Linked DNA regions of Mus musculus: all the other regions are linked to region 1. The links are chromatin contacts, called in public HiCAR-type and HiChIP or PLAC-seq maps. All regions are on one chromosome and are shown on one strand. The core of a region is the stretch at or near the end of the contact, and the rest is flanking DNA. Distances in the headings are between cores, read along the strand shown. Region 1 holds the start of Zbtb7a (zinc finger and BTB domain containing 7a). Region 2 holds the start of Hcn2 (hyperpolarization-activated, cyclic nucleotide-gated K+ 2). Region 3 holds the start of Cnn2 (calponin 2).

Region 1 (2,943 bases), core at 309-2,808:
GCCCCGAGGCCCCCCGACACCACACCCTCCCCTGGGGAGGGAACCTCCAGTCTTGCGGAGGAACCTTTCTCCTCCTCCCTGAGCGTCCGGAACTAAAGGGAAGGGGGAAAAATTAAAATATCGAACGGGAGGGGGGGGGCTAAGAACGGTTACACAACAGGAGGGGAGGGGCGGCAGCCGGAAGCCGGGACCGCCACCGGCCCCGGGCGAGGGAGCCGCGGAAGCTCCGCCTCTTCTGCATAAACCCCGCCCCTGCACGCAGGCCCCGCCCAAACGCAGGCTCCACCCCCATGCAGCGCCGCGCCGGACGATTTCTAGTATCCATTGGCCCTCAGGTCTGCCACTCACCGCCCCTCCTCCGCAACGCCCCTCCCTGACCCGCCGCTATCGCGAGGCACTCTGGGATTTGTAGTTTATTCTCCAAGGCCACCTTCCAAAACAACAAGCACTGAAGATAAGCGAAAGAACTACAGAGCCCAGGAGAACCGCGACGACGCGCCCGCCTCCCAGACACTCCACCCCTCACCCCTTCCCTCCGCCTCTCTCGGGCCTTTTTTTTTTTTTTTTTTTTTTTTTTTTTTTTTTTTTGCAAAGCCCCCCTCCCTGTTTTGTCAGCCCCCTCCCCCCCTCCGCCAAGGCGCTCCATCCTGGCCAACTCCAACGTCTGCGCGCAATCCCGGATAGGCCTTCCCCGCCCCCCGCTTGCCCACTACCACTCGGAAAGGGGAGCGGCGCGCCCCGGGCCCTATTGCAAACTTAGCACGCGACGCACCCCTCAGCCCCCACCTTCGCCTTCGGTGAGGCCCGGCTCCCCTCCCCCGCGGGCCGCGCGCCGGGAACCCTGAGGCCGTGCCGCCCGAGTAGGGAGGAGGGATCGGGAGCGGGCTTGTGCCCTTCGCCCCGGAGGGACCCGGGCGGAGCCCCCCCGCCTCCCGACTCCTCTTCGGCTCTGGCCGGGCAATCTTGGTCTCCAGAACCCCTGAGCTACGGAGGCGCCCCAGATCCCCCATCCAGTCCGTTCCGCTCCGTACGGGCTCTCGGGGTGCGCACTGCGCCCCCGGCCGCGTCCCCACCCTGCAAGGAAATTAAAAAGGAAAGAAAGGAAAAAAAAAAGAAAAACAAAACCCACCTCTCCGGGAGAGGAGTCCCCTTCAGCCCGGGCAGCTTACCTCGCGGGGACCCGAGCCCGGAGGACGCGCGATCGGGGCAGCCCGCGGCGCGGACCTCGCTCGGGCGGGCGGCGGCGTCACTGCCCCTACAGTAGCCGTACAGTACGCAAAGCCCCGTATGATGCTCGCGACTCCCTTCCTGGTTTGTCCGAGGGCAAGAGGGGTCCTCCCTCGTCTTAAAGGTGCCGCAGCGCCGGCACCCCCACGCCCAGCCCGCCCCCCCGGCCACCGCGGCCAGAACAGGCTCTGCAGGTCGGCTCTTGCCACGTCCCGCGGGGCTGCGCCGCGAGAGCAGATCGGGCTGCGATTAGGGATTTGGGGGTGCCGGGCGGGCGGGGGGCGCAGCCCCGACCCATCGGCCCCTCCCCTGGCAAGCCCGTGACCTCTCCGCCCCGTGCGCGGCGCCGTGCCAGCCTGCTGGCTTATCTACGGCCCGGAGCACCCCAGGGTGCTGGGGGCGGGCAAGAGGGGCCCCTCGGGTTCAGGGGGTGGGGGCCGCAGATAAACAGCCCCGGCCTGTGCGCGCAGGGCGGGGTTCAGGGGGCGCGGGCTGTGCCCCCGAAGCCCGGGGCGGGGCGGGACCGGGTTGGCAATGGGGGCGGGAGTGCGGTGCGCACCCGGAGGACTGGGTGCCGGGGCGTAAGGGGCCCTCTGGCCCAAGGAGCTGAGATGAAGGCGAGGAAGTGACGGTCCCTTGCCTCACACCTCTCTCCAAGGCCACCAGGGCGCTGCCATGGTACCGCATCTCCCTTCTCTGAGCCTCAGTTTCCCCAAATAATGCAAGGAATCGAAAGGAGAAGAAAAGGTCTGTTGCAAGGTCGGCGAGGTTGCATCGGCGCTCCTGTCATCCTTGGCCTCAGTTTACCCAAGTAGTGCAAAGAACCCAGGAAAGGAAGAAAAAAGATCAGAGTCTGCATTTGAGCTCCAGGTCCCCTAACCCCCACATAAACCTCAGTTTACTCAAACTGCGAGGAACCCAGAGTTTGCAAGTACAGCTAGGTTGCTTTAGAGTGTCGGGTCTCCGTCCACCCCCGCCCCCATCTGCGCCTTAAATTACCAAAGCCATACCAGGGACCCCCCAGGGGAAGACTTGCAGGGCCGCGAAATGTCAGCTGAGCTCGGGGGTCCCGCCCTCACCGGTGCAGCCAGCCAGCAAACCTGCCGCCCCGCGATTACATAAAACAGTCGCCTCCACCCGGCTGTGCCAGGGGCGTAGCGCGGGGAAGGGGTTGGCGAGGGGCGGGGAAGGACGGTTGTTTTCCAGGCCTTGTAATTTTCCCCGCAGCCGGCTGGCTGGCCCGGCTGGTGTGGGGCGTGGACCCGGACCCTCGCAGGGGCGCCGCACAGCTCCGCAGGACAGAGGTGGGAAGTAGGAAAGTGCGAATCCAACCCTGCGTTTTCTGTTTTCTTTCTTTCTTTCTTTCTTTTTTTTTCACCCCCTTGTCCTTTTCTCTCCCACTTCCTCTCTGGTCGTGGGAGAGGTCTGGAGAGGGAGGGGAAGGCAGAGGAGGGGACAGGCGACATCCCGGTTCACCAGGCCTGCTGGGTTCGGGTTCCAGCACGCCACAGCCACCAGACGACCTGACTGTGGATCTGGCTCTGGGGAGGGGGCGGAGCGGGGAGTTAGAACCAGCGCCTGGCCTCAGTTTCCCCTTCAGTTCCCCTTCGTATGGAGACTGGCCATCCTTGCTTTAGCTTTAAGTGTGTCTGTCACAATATGAGATGTCAGCCTCCAAATGCCCGGTCCTTAATTTAGTTATTTTTCATTCATTGT
Region 2 (2,943 bases), core at 333-2,832, 1.4 Mb after region 1:
TGGAGAAGGGACAAGCAGGAGCCGCCACAGGTCCTGGAGCTGTCCGTGGTCCTGAAACTTCAAGCTACAGTTTTCGGGATAGGGAAGCATCCTGTCTTCAAATCTGCACCCTAACTGTCACCGCAGATAGGGTCATTAGCCTGCATCCCTTGCACGCAGCTCTCCCTATGGCCCTCGAGTGTACACCCACTCGGGACACACGCGCGCGCACAGCTAGCATCCCAACAGGTACTTCTAGAGACCCACCAGCCACACCTCTAGGGACACGCCTCCCCTTGATCCACCGAAACACGCCTCCCCAGGACCCTCTCGGGCATCACATCACAAGCTCGCTCGGAAAGGAGAGACAGACGCAAACACTCGGGTCATGGCCCTACGCCAGCTTCTTTCGCTGCACGCAGCAGCCAACTCAGGCCACGTCCGTAGCCACACACCCGGGATGTGTGGGTACTCGGAACGCGCCCGCCCCGGGCGCAAGTGGAGACCGTGGGAACGCGAGGCGCCCGCTTAATAACGCCCTCCCCGAGGCCTCCCGAGCGCGTCCTTTCCCATGCGTCCTTCCTTATTTCTTCCTTCTTTCCTTCCCTTCTTTTCCTTCCTCCTCCTTTTTCTTCCTTTCTCCTTTCTACCCATCTTTCCACCCTCATTTCTGCTCCGCGGCCTACGGGCACCCACGTTCCCCTCTATTCGTCCTCTCCACCCCTATGCGCTCAGACCCTGGCCCTGAGGCCGCGGTTCTCGCCCACTGCAACTAGGGCGCGCGGGAGGGGGAGCGCCAAGGACCCCCTCACTCCAGGCCTCCAAAAGGGCGGACCCTCTGCACACCAGGGTCCCTCGGGGGTGGGTCCGGGTCGAGCCCGAGGTCACCGCGAGGGGACTACCCCCCATCCTCGGCCCGGTGACTCGAACTGCCACCACCCCGAGGTCACCATCCGGGACGTGGCGCCCCGCCCTCTCCCGGGCGCGCCAAGGACGGGCCCCTCCCGGAGGCGGCACCTGAAGTCGCTGTAGGGGTGGATGATCCAGGCCCCCGCCGACTTCACGCGTTCCTGCTCGCGCTCCACGGCCTTCTGGCTGCCGAACATCCGCAGGGAGAACTTGTTGACGCCGGGCTGCAGAAGCGCCCCGAATTGGCGCTGCAGGAAGCTAGCCTGGCTGCCGCGCGGCTCACCCGCCGGGCCCGCCTCCTCGCTGCCCGCCTCCTCGGCCGCCGAGGGCCCGGAGGCCGCCCCGCGGCATGAGAACGAAACCTTGGGGCCGCGCGCGGGGCCCTCGGGGCTGCACTGCGGCTCCCCGCGCCCGCACTCGCCATTCGCGCCGCCCTTGGCCGCGCCAGGGGTGCAGGCGCTGTCGCGGCTGCAGAGCCGGGCGCGCGGGCCGGGCTCGTCCGCCGACTCCGGGTGCGAGGGGGTCGTGGGGTTCGGGGGTGGCGCGGGTGGTGGCTGAGGCTGAGGGGGCGCGGGCGGCGGCGGCGGTGGCGGCGGCCCCGGCGCAGGGGTCGTGCCCGGACTATCGCCCGGCCGCCCGCCGCCCCCGCGCGCATCCATGGCGAGGCGGCGCCGGGCAGTGCGGAGCGGAGCGGCCGCCGCCGCCGCCGGCCGAGCCCGAGGGAGGGCGGAGCCGGGGGTGGAGCCTCTGCTTGCGGGGGAGGGGCGGGGGCGGGAGCCCCGCCTCCACCTGAACCACCCTCACCCCACACAGGGATGGATGGGGAAACTGAGGCTCTGGCCAGCAAGCAGGCTCAAGGTCAGTCAGCCCCTTGAGACCTTGGAGATGCGCTCAGGCTCGGTTCCCCAGGGGGAAACTGAGGCCAAGGACGAACCCAAGGTCACAGAGCCCAGCCGGCGGGCCCCTGCCTTGACGCACGATGCAGACCAAGCCCTGGTCCACTCTGGGGTTCCTCCGCGATCTCGAGGACACCGCGGGCGGGGCAACCGCTGACGCTCACCCCTCGGGTGCCAACTCCTTTCTCGGTTCAAGGTGGCAGATTCCATAATAAAAGTGTGTTCCCGGAGGCTACCATATCTCTGGCTCTGTCGCTTTCACCGCCTCCAAGGCAGAAACCTATGAATATTTGTGAGAAGGGCTGAGATCATTCTGGGTTCTAATCTCAGCCCATCTCCAAGCCCTACTTGTGGGGAAACTGAGGCATGGTCAGGCAACAAAAACAGTAGCAAGACTCCTGTGGCTTCTGGCGACTTCTCCCTTAAAAAGTGAGGATCCCAGGTTAGGTAGTCCTTAGCGGTCTCCAGGGGATCCTGGTTCAACTTCTGCCTCTGTACATATACCCGACCCCTACTCTCTGCCACCTTGACTCAGGCATCAGTTACATTCCACACTTTACCCCAGGTCCGGGGAGACATTGGCTCCTGGGGGTCCTAAGGCTGTGGCCTGAGGCTGGAGCCAGGTGACACTAGTTCTGACTCTAAATTCCCACCCTTCTTCACCAAAGAGTGGAGAGGATTTTATGACAGGATGTTGGGGAGAAGGGAGGAAATACAGGGGAAGAATAGCTGTGAACTGGTGGGAAGAAAGTTCTCATTCAGGAGACTCTTGGGACCTTCTTATGTCCCCTCTGGGCATCCTTAGATTCTCCCTTATTTCCCTGGACCCTAAGTTCACTTAAATCCTTCTGACCTTTTACAAACTCCCCTGGATGCTTCTGGACCCTTTCTAGACCCTTTTAGATCTTCTGGGTCCCTCTTAACTTCTCTTGGACCCTTCCAGCCCTTTATGGGTCATCAAGGTCCCTACAGCCTTCACTGTTTCTGGCCTGACCTCATATTTAGCTATTGGTTGAGTGTCTCAAGAATGGGGCTATGACTTCTGTCTGCTCACAGTAGGTGTCCAGTGATGTTGGATGTGCCATGCCAGCTGCATGCCCTCATCTGACACAGATGGGCTGCCCCGACCCCGGGGACTCTGGAGCTGCCCCTGGCACCC
Region 3 (2,943 bases), core at 215-2,714, 1.1 Mb after region 1:
GCCCGCAGGCCACAAACTACCAGGAATGCGGTGGCCTCCCGGGTCTAAATCAAGACCAGCTGTTCCCCAGTGGCCAGGCTCCTCAACTGGACCGAACAAAGTCCCACGGGATATGGGCCAGCTAGGGGGGTAAACTGAGGCACATAGGTCAGGCAGAAAAGTCTCCGGATCCCCCCTCCCAGTGGACGATGCAACCCTTCTGTGACCCCTGCAGGCTACTGGGGGGGGGGGGTCCACTTCCCAGCTCCACAGTTGGAGGGGATCTGAGAGCTCATCCCCTGAGCAAGTGCTGACCTGTCCCTGGCCCCACCCAGCTCCTAAAACTCTATCCTTAGGGCTGTCCTGACTCTTTCTTTCACTTTCTCTGTTCCAGGGAGATGTCCAGTCTGTCCAGGAAGAATTGGGCAGGGTCGTCAGAATGCTGTGTGTCTCTGGGGAGCTAGAGCAACCTCTCTGAGCCCAGGGTGGGAAGTGAAATAGCAACTTGTCTCTAGCAGGCTGAGGATAGCACATGGGTGGCATGAGGTAGGTATGCCTCTCGTGTCACTTGTAGGGACCTGGCAGGTGCCAGTCGGAGGTGGGTCCGACTGGTAGCTTCAGCGTGCCTAGGCAGGTTGCTTGGCTTTAGCTGACTGTGAAACTTGCATTCCCAGGTGCCAGGTGTGTGCGTGTGGTTGGCGGATCTATCTAGAAGGTTTCAGGATGTCAGGCCTGAGCCCCCTAAGTCTGGGATCAGTGTCTCCCTCATCAGCTCAGGACACCTTGCTGTATGGCTCCCCAGATGTCCCTCCGAAACTGGTGACTTCAGTGTTCTCCTGCATTTGCGGTTCCTCTCAGTGAGCCCTTTCCCAGGTGTGTGTGGGAGTCCTGGAACGGACCACACCCTGTTAAGAAGGCCACCGGCCCCGCCCCCTTCCCTGTCCCCAACTTAAGTGGCTTAGATGAAACGGAAGTTTCGACAGGTAATGAAGATGGGGCCTCAGGGGGCACTCTCAGACGCCCGGATCGCTCGTGTGCTCGCTTTCTCTCTCCCGGACCTTAACTTTCTTACATCCTGCAAGGGGCACAGAGTGCAGGAAGCCCGGGGCGCCGGGGACTGAGAGGTCCAGGGGCGGGGCTGGAGGTGACATTCAGGATGCGGATAAAATGGGTCCCCAGCCTCCCAGACGCCACAGCTTCCCACAGCACCCCAGACCCTCCGGATATCAGGGTAAAGCAAAGCCCAGCTGTCCCGGCTCATGCATCGGTCGCGCGTTCGAGGCTGGCGAGCCCCGCTCCCATTGGTCGTGCGTTCGAGGCTGGCAAGCCCCGCAACCCACTCACCCGGTTCTTGACCTCGGCCGAGAGCCCGTAGGACGGGCCCTTGTTGAACTGCGTGGAGCTCATGGCGCGGGACCCCGGAGCGGGACAGGAGGACCAGCGGGACCGGCAGAGGGTCGGGCTGCGGGCGGACGGCCCGGGACGGGGCTGAGCGCCGCCCCCGCCGCCGATTGGCTGGCAGAGCAAATGTCCTTATAAGGCGTGGAAGCGCCGAATTCCTGTGGCCGCGACTTCCTGAGCCCCCCTCGGCCGCCGGGACCCCCGCCCGCCGGAGCCACCCTAGCATCCCGGCCGATCAGGAGGGGCCCGCCGTCCCGTTTGTAGTTGCGGGAAACTGAGGCAGCGAAGGGCGTGGGCTTCCGACCTGGGCCAGAAGTCAGTTTACTCCTCCTGTATCATAGTGAGAGACAGAAAACTGTTCGGTGGGACCCTAAATCCTAAAATCTGGCTAGAAACCTTCTCTGCCACTACCGGCACTTACCAGAATCTTGCTCCCTCTCCAAACATCTCAGTGGGAAGGGGCAGGGGCGGCATAGACAGGATTCTCGAGGGGAGCTTCTCAGAGAAGGAGGCCTCGGGAGCTGGAGCACTGATGGATGAGTTTTTCAGTCCAAAGGGAAAAGGCTTTCTGCTAGAACACCAAGTGCAAAATATGGAGGGTGGGAGAAGGCGATCGGTTGGAGGTCGGGGTGGGGCTCCCAGAAGGGCTGAGGGTTGCTGGCTGACTGTGTGAGGGTGGAGTGGCTGAGGATGATATCCTTTCAGTAAGTGCCTGAGCTCAACCTGAGTCTGTAGATGGATCAAGTTGATTCCTGAGGGGCTGGTCCTGCCCCACGGAACACAGGCAGACAGATGCTGGGAGTCTCAGGGCTTGACAGAGAGGCCTTGGCCATAGGACGGAAGCATAGTTTTTTCGAGACAGGATTTCTCTGGAACTCACTCTGTAGATCAGGCTGGCCTCGAACTCAGAAATTCACCTGCCTCTGCCTCCCAAGTGCTGGGATTAAAGGCGTGCGCCACCACGCCCAGTGGTTGGATACTTCTAAAGGGTGGCTTTCTTCCCACCTCTCTGGGTTTCTGTGATTTAGACAAATCCTTCCTCTCTGGGCTCTGCTGGAGTTTTTGAATTTGTACAGTGGAGCACCGGACTCCAGATGGTCCCAAACTGTGGACAACACAGGTTCCTGTGACCAGGCAGGAAGCCCCAGGTGTCGGGACACTGAAGACCTTTTTGGAATAGTTAAAGAAAGCACTTGTCAAGAGCGGCCATGCTGTGTGGGGTGCACACAGGCTTAGCAGGGTATCAGGGCATCCAGGCCACTGTGCTGAGCACTGAGACAGCAACTGCAGGTGCCACAACCAGGTTCTCTGCAAGAGCAGCTATTTCCCCAGACCTGAGCCATCTCCCCAGCCCACCCTCCTCGCCTCCTTTCTTCTCCATCTGCAGCGCACCTGTATCCACATACACAGCCCTCACACACACCCCCAGTGTTCACAGCCTTCTGTGACTCCAGCTTCAGGGGACCCGACGCCCCCATCTGGCCGCTGTAGGCACTGCATGCGCGTCGTGCGCAGACAGGCACTCAAAAAAAAAAAAAATGAGTAGATGAGTCCAACTTCCCT

The links. HiCAR-type assays count read pairs that join an accessible place to other places. HiChIP or PLAC-seq counts read pairs in DNA pulled down with a chosen protein or histone mark.
Region 2: a FOXA1 HiChIP or PLAC-seq map of pancreatic cancer cells shows a contact between it and region 1. The contact joins the promoter of Hcn2 here to the promoter of Zbtb7a in region 1.
Region 3: a HiCAR-type map of astrocytes shows a contact between it and region 1, with 3 times the contacts expected there. The contact joins the promoter of Cnn2 here to the promoter of Zbtb7a in region 1. A contact is called at or near these places in 2 of 115 datasets of contacts at active chromatin or transcription factors (SST interneurons and astrocytes) and 1 of 9 other capture datasets (liver).

Annotation. Positions count from the first base shown.
Region 1 is chr10:81,134,886-81,137,828 of GRCm38.p6, reverse strand. Zbtb7a (zinc finger and BTB domain containing 7a) reads right to left here and starts at 1,558. Exons shown (of 3, transcript NM_010731.3): 1 at 1,130-1,558.
Region 2 is chr10:79,715,273-79,718,215 of GRCm38.p6, reverse strand. Hcn2 (hyperpolarization-activated, cyclic nucleotide-gated K+ 2) reads right to left here and starts at 1,582. Exons shown (of 8, transcript NM_008226.2): 1 at 997-1,582. The coding sequence starts at 1,547.
Region 3 is chr10:79,987,121-79,990,063 of GRCm38.p6, reverse strand. It overlaps Cnn2 (calponin 2), which reads right to left and starts at 1,464. Exons shown (of 7, transcript NM_007725.2): 1 at 1,324-1,464. The coding sequence starts at 1,386.